Regions from separate parts of the Rattus norvegicus genome. Here region 2 is linked to region 1. A link is a contact called in public Hi-C data. All regions are on one chromosome and are shown on one strand. The core of a region is the stretch at or near the end of the contact, and the rest is flanking DNA. Distances in the headings are between cores, read along the strand shown.

Region 1 (3,424 bases), core at 578-3,077:
CTTCTTTTTAAATCCCATCTGAAATTTCCCTGAACAACCATGCTATTTTCTTTCTTTCTTTCTTTTCCCCCCACAGAAAAGGGTGCGGGGGAAGAGAACACCAGTTTAGCAGGGAGGAAAGTGGAAGTTTTGCATCAAACATAATTCACCACAGAGTTTTGCCCACTGCTTTCAGCCCCTCAGCAGAATACTTCAAGGTTGATTTATGCAACATGAACCCAGGATTGACTACCGCCTCAGTCTGCTTATTGAGGCAATCACCCCCACCCCCACCCCCTAGCACACACGTATGCAAAGCCCCGTGCATCACAAACAAAATGCAAATGAGGTCCCCTAAGGTCCCAAAGGGAGCCAACGCAGATCTACTTACAAGCATTAGTCACAGAAAAACTATTGGAGGAATCCAAGTGGTCTACGTGGTAATTCAAATGGAAGGGCTTCTCAGTGGTGTTCTGGTTGGTGTTGTATAACTGCACAGCAAAGCGGAAAGCGCTGTGCTCCTGAACCGTGTTTCTCATGAAAAGTCCACCTAGAAGCAAAGGCAATGGAGATTCGGCTTGTGTCCCCCCTACTTCAGGGTGAGTTAGAAAGTAGCAAGCACCAGCTAACAGGCTACCTCAGTGTTACTGGGAAGCTTAACTGAGGATTGATTTTTTTTTCAACCTGTGTGTCTTTCAAGACTTGGAAACTCTGATTTCCACTGTGAAAAACCTGGGGTTTGTACTGGGAGGGAACTAAAAAGAAGGGGAAAAGAGAGGAGGCTGCTGTAGGGGAAGGGTGAAAGAACTAAAAGTGGGACTTGGTTCTTTAGCTTGAGTCTGGCCCCGAACCCTGACTTCAGCCCCACCCCCACCCTTATCCCCACAGCTGGTTCATTTCCCACCCCCCTGGGGTACAAGGATAGGGTGGGAAGAAAAACAATTTTGTTCCCATTGCTGTCCCAACCTTCCCCCATGACAATATAGGGGGTTAGTTCAAGAAAAGCAACAATTCTAACTTCTCTACTTGCAAATACAGGCAGAGGCGGGGAGAACTCCCTTCCGGCTACTGGAGCTGGTCTCCAGACAGACACAGCCGCAATTCATGAATCCTTGGTCTGCGTGACTTCCCTGCTTGCCCGACTCCTTGTATCACCCCCACTTCCCACCCCAGCCTCCATCCACACAGCTACTTCCTTGGTCTGGGGGATTCAAAGTGGGTTCCATTTCCTCTAACAGTACCCTGTTACACTGAATCCTGAGACTCGGGACAGGGCGACCTGGGCCCAGGTTATGCGTCCTGGCGCGGCCAGACAGGCAGTATCACCCTGGGACAACTTCCAGTGGCTGCAAGCATGCCCTGGCAAAGTCCAGAATAGCGAGCTGAAAAGCCGCGACTCTTAGCCTCTTGCAGCATCCCAACCTCCAGATTGACTCCCTTGCTCCTTGGTCAGCTCAGAAAACCTGGCCACCCACCCGCATTAGCCCCTGGAGACCCCTTCTCCATCTCGGATGCTCCCTATACTCCTCAGTTCCTTTCAGCTCAGGTCTCCAAGATCTCGGCTCAGTCCCCCATCCCTAGTCACCGTTCCCAAGCCATGCAGGACAGGGACTCGCGCTGAGATAGCCCCAACCCCACTAGGGTAGTGGGTTTCGGATGCAGAAGAGCCTGGCCCCCTCTGGCTGGCTCTGGGGAGCTTACCTATGCTGATGGTGTTGGGGAATCCTCCGTGAGAATGACCCAAAAGCCCCAGGACTAAAAAGAAGACCGCCCGGAGCACGCTTTGCCCCATTTTCTTCTGCCTGGCTGTGCTACGCCTAAAACGAAGCTGACAAGAGCATGGGCGCAACTCGGGAGTCGTCAAAATAATAATAGAAAAAGAAAAAGAATTCGCCGGCTCTTACACCCCCTCCCCTCAACTTGCTCTCGCTCGCTCACTCTTCCTTTCCACCCCACACTAATCCTCCTCCTCCGCCGCCTCCTCCTCTTCTCTCTTCTCTCTCTCTCTCTCTCTCTCTCTCTCTCTCTCTCTCTCTCTCTCTCTCTCTCTCTCTCTCTCTCTCTCTCTCTCTCTCTCTCTCTCTCTCTCTCTCTCTCTCTCCTCTCTTCCTCTCTCCTCTCTTCCTCTCCCCCCTCCCAGGATCTCTCACACCCCCTCCACGCTCCCCCCCACCTCACTTCTGTCTTCACACCAATCTGGAAGGCGGGTTCATTGGCTGCAAGCTGGGTTCCCCAAAGCGATTTCTGAGAGAAGAGAGAGAGAGAGAGAGAGAGAGAGAGAGAGAGAGAGAGAAAGAGAGAGAGAGAGAGAGAGAGAGACTGAGAGACAGAGACACAGAGAAAGACAGACAGAGACAGAGAGACAGACAGAGACAGAGAGACAGAGACAGATAGAGACAAAGACACAGAGGCAGAGGGAGAGAAGGAGAGGAGACAGAGACAGAGAGACAGGCACAGAGATAGAGACAGGGAGACAGACAGAAACAGAGAAAATTAAAACCGGAGTGAAACCAAAATCGTGAAAAAAAGAAAAAAACAGTGAAGAGATGAAGAAATAAGAAATTATAAAGAAAACCAAAGGGCTCCCCCGCCCTCGAAGATGGTGGATCTAAAGAGGGGGGAAGAAGAAAAGAGCTAAAAAGCCTCAAAGGCTCAGCTCCGGTGAATTGGGTTCTTCCAATTGGGCCGGTAGGGGGATATTGATCAAAGTTGATCTGACGTGGAATTAAAGCCGCACACCGCTTAGCTCCACTGCAAACTGCAGCTCTGGACTGCAAAGCCTAGGTGCCAGCGTATGTCAACACTGGAGATGGGATCAACAGAAATACACCAAACCTCACGTGGACCAGACTTTCAAGCTGCAACCAGTTTCCTGTTTTTAAAAAGCTGCAGTGTCTCTACATTTGTATGTGTGTCTTAAAGATGAGGGGTCTTGAGGGGTGGTTAGTGGTTACTCTTGAGTCTTTGTGAAGAGACTCAGAAAAGCAGTTCCCATCACAATGCGCCCTAAGATGCTGCGCATGCCTGGTCTCTGCCGCTCAGCTCAGCTTTTACAGCAGAGAGAGATCGGAGGGCAAGTGAACAACCCCCACCCGCATTCCCCGGTCCCCGCAGCATTGGGAGGTGTGTCCCTCACCCTGCCCAAGTGCTGAGGCTGGTTTGCCAGCTGCGGGGGCTGTGACTGCTGACTGCTTTGGACGGTATAGGAAAATAGTATGTGTATGGAGGTGGGAGCTAAAAGGTTAATGAAAAGGACGCTCAGTCCTGCAGACCAAGGAGAGAAGTGTGGGAGTGAGCTGGGATGGGGGTGGGGATTGAAAGTTAAGGTTGGAGGAAACTGCCCCTAGCTGTTTTGCTCCTTTTATGTTGACTTTAGGTATATCAACTATTCCCTCCCCCATTGAGTGCAGACTTCAGAGATTACCATTCTCCCCCAACTCTCTTG
Region 2 (3,424 bases), core at 354-2,853, 210 kb before region 1:
ACTGTCCTTGAATGGAATAATGGAACCTAGTCCTTCCCCTCTCTCTTGATTCTTGGACACCAGGACATGAACAGGTCTCACCAGCCGCATGCTCCTGTCATAATGTATTGCCTCAGCAGATGCTCAAAGCAAGGGGCCAAGTACTTATGGGCTAAAAATCCTGAGATCATGAGCCAAAGTAAACCTTTCCTCCTTGAAGTTGGTATTTTGTCTCAGTGATTCAAAAATAGCACAGATTTAGAATCAAACTTTTTTAATCAAATAAAAAAATCTTTCTTTTATCATTTCTCATTTATAATTTCACATCGTACATTTGCATTCTATGACCTTTTCTGGGTACACATACAGAAGATTAAACACTGTGGTCTATCCAAGATCAATTAAATCAAAGCTCCGGGTGGGGGTGGGAAGAATACCTAGATATCTGGACTTTTAAATACTACACAGGTGATTATCTGTGTAGTCAATTTAGGGAACATGTGACCTAAAGTCATGTCATGCAAAATACAGGATCCAAATACTTTTTATATTTAAAGGGAAATGGGAGTATAGTGACAAATTCATGCCGTTAACTTGAGGTCCAAATGTAGACTTGGCTGTTTTGTATAGTTGGTCACCATGAGGCATAGTGCCAAATGGAAAGGTTTCTTTTCATTGTCATGTAAATGGTTAGTGAGGATCAAGAGGTCAAAATACTTTCTGTTCACACAAGAATCTTAGCCACCCAGGATAGACCTAATTGTAGTAGGGAACTCCCTTCATTATACAGTTTTTGGGAGGTACTAAAACACTGTTGTTCCTCTTCTTTCCTTCTCAAATCCTAAGACAAAGAAGCCAATTCTATCCTACCGAATATTTCCTTTCCTTTTCTTTTTTGAGACAGGGATTTTCTGTGTAATAGCCCTGGCTATCCTGGAACTCTCTCTATAGATCAAGCTAGCCTCAGACTCAGAGATGTGCCTGCCTTTGACTTCTGAATGCTGGGATTTAAAGGCATGCACCACCACTGGGTTTCTGCCATTGATTTCTTACTATTGAAATTTCATTCTATGTGGTCTTTAGAAACTAACAGTATTCAATTAGTAGGAAAGTGGTGGGAATGTTTTAATAACAAGCATTATTTTTTCTTCAACTTTTTAATCCAATTATTAGGGAATGTAGTCACAGATAGACACATTGTAAAATGAAAAAAAAAAGTCAATATTATTGTTCATTGGCATTGGGAGGGGTCTTGCTAAAATGTAGATTCAGAATTTCTGCTTTCCCAAGAGTATGTGATTCATAGGCATCATTCGTGATTCTATTGAAAGTGATGAGTGCATCAAACTGAGAAATGAACAAGCATTGCTCTCACCAGCGACTCTCAAGCTTGCCCATCAACAACACAGCACAATACAACAACAAAACCAAACCCACAAAAGACAGCAAAACAAGACATAATCCTTGCCTAGAGTCTCCCCTGGACAAGTCAGATCAGAATTATGGGAGTTGGACCTACGCCACAGTATTTTCTAAAAGTTTTAGCATAGAATTAGAGTTGTAAGTTATGTTCCTCCATTACAAGTGCTACTCATGGAGAGGGAATGTGGAAAGTCAGAGGGCAACGAATGCTCAGAAATGACTTGTGACTAAGATTAGGATTCACTTCCTTTGCAGGATTGCTGGGAGCAAGTGTGGTCTACAGAAATTAAAATCTGCTCCTTTGGTTTTATAAAATATTGCCACATCATCCTTTGTATAGTTCTGCTGTGGAGAGAAGCTCCTTCCTGGTTAGGCTATGTTTTTCTGTACCCATAAAATCTCACAGAAAGAGCTCCCACTCTGCTAGAAAGTAAAGAAGAAGCGTAGGAGCCTGGCACACCTCCAGGCTCTGTGGGAAGAGGGCAGTTCTGGGCTGAGAACTGACAAATCAAGGTCTTCTCTGCATGTTCTATGATTTTACCACTCTGAAGGAAATTCAAATTTCTGTGTCCCAAGATGACCCCCCTTTTCTTAGCATGTGGAAAATTCAGCTGTTTATGGGAATGTAACCTGAGAATTCTGTCAAGTGTTTTTGATAAATAAAAGTACTATTTCTTGATTACTTATTTTTAAAAAATACACTTGATTATCTTTAAGCCTGCAGTTTTTGTTTTTCTTTGGATACCTAAAACTTAGTCAAATATATTCATTTTCACTTTTTAGAAGTGAAAATCTGCATCCTTACGATTGTATCTTGAAAAAAAATTTTTTTAATCAGAAGGAATAAACACATGAGTATGAGTCAGAAAAGAGTGTGTCACCCTTCCCAATGCTAAAAGTATACAACGTACTTGGATTAAAAATTTAGACATTTCATAATATTTTATGCTTGACATATTCAAATTTTTGAACATGTCATAGACTTATCTGACTCTGAAAGTAACTATTGCACAGAATATTAACGCTTCAAAATGGCATCCATAGCAGTAGGGTAATAAAATTGATAAAACAGAAACTGTCACTAATTGAACACTTCCTTTGTGGTAAGCTGTTCTAATTGCTTGACGGGTATCAACTTTTTACATCTCCCATCTCTGTTGCCTAGGACTGTATTATAGATAAGCACGCCAAGGAGTTTTATAAAGAAATAGGCACAGAGAGGAGAAGCAGAAAATAAATTGTCTGTGGTTTCATACTGACAAAGAGATTCCCATGACCCACATGTGGAAGGATTGAATTGACTCCCCAAAGAGTTATGCTATGCTATGCTCTGACATCCGCTTACATGCTATTGGGCACTCTCTCTCTCTCTCTCTCTCTCTCTCTCTCTCTCTCTCTCATTCACCAATGAAACTAAAAAATGAATGAAGTAAATAGATAAAAACATCTAAGAAGAAAAATACCCAAAACTTTTGTAGCATGAAAATAACTAGGTTTTGGATAAGGAAATCCAAAATGGTGTGAAGATTATAGATTTTAAACCAGCACTGAGAAATATGGTTGTGGTAACACTGAACACGTTTGTGTGTTGTTATTTGTTGTTTACTTGCACTGTACCTTTAAAAGTCATCCTGATGTGGAATGATGGGTTTTGCTGAGGCCAGAGTGAAGCTTGAGTTTGGAGTAATTCCAGAATTGGAGTTTTATATGGGAAGAGGTATATTATGCTGTGAATACTAATGGCAGTTTATGCATTGCCTGCTTGAAATGTGGAGGAAAATACAGTAATTTATGGAAATTACATTGTGCCATTTTATTGAGGCTAATGGACTGTGGCTATGTCTGTCTGATTTTAAATCAGGCCTGCATATCATAATCTAGTTACTGTGGCCACCCTAATACTGACTCATATCATCATGTGGTTGATCAGAATGACTCAGCTGAGATTGGCTGTTGACATGACTGAAAATAAACCTAAGTGCAAAATGGTCCTTTTTGTGGCCTCTTGTCTCCTGGTTATTGA

Evidence for each region. A called contact is a pair of places that touch in the nucleus more often than the background predicts.
Region 2: a contact with region 1 is called in a Hi-C map of Schwann cells, with 5 times the contacts expected there. The contact joins the enhancer-like site here to the promoter of Gria3 in region 1. A contact is called at or near these places in 1 of 12 Hi-C or Micro-C datasets (Schwann cells) and 1 of 1 datasets of contacts at active chromatin or transcription factors (oligodendrocytes).

The regions. Positions count from the first base shown.
Region 1 is chrX:125,103,008-125,106,431 of GRCr8, reverse strand. It overlaps Gria3 (glutamate ionotropic receptor AMPA type subunit 3), which reads right to left and starts at 1,827. Exons shown (of 16, transcript NM_032990.2): 1 at 1,681-1,827; 2 at 371-529. The coding sequence starts at 1,771.
Region 2 is chrX:125,316,015-125,319,438 of GRCr8, reverse strand. All of the region lies in intron 11 of Gria3 (glutamate ionotropic receptor AMPA type subunit 3), which reads right to left. Among named protein-coding and RNA genes, the nearest start is that of Gria3, 210 kb to the right of the region's middle. Within about 2 kb of position 1,603, at least 4 of the 93 cell types and tissues checked have an H3K27ac peak or open chromatin away from gene starts, as enhancers often do. A contact at or near this core is called in Schwann cells, where this site is marked.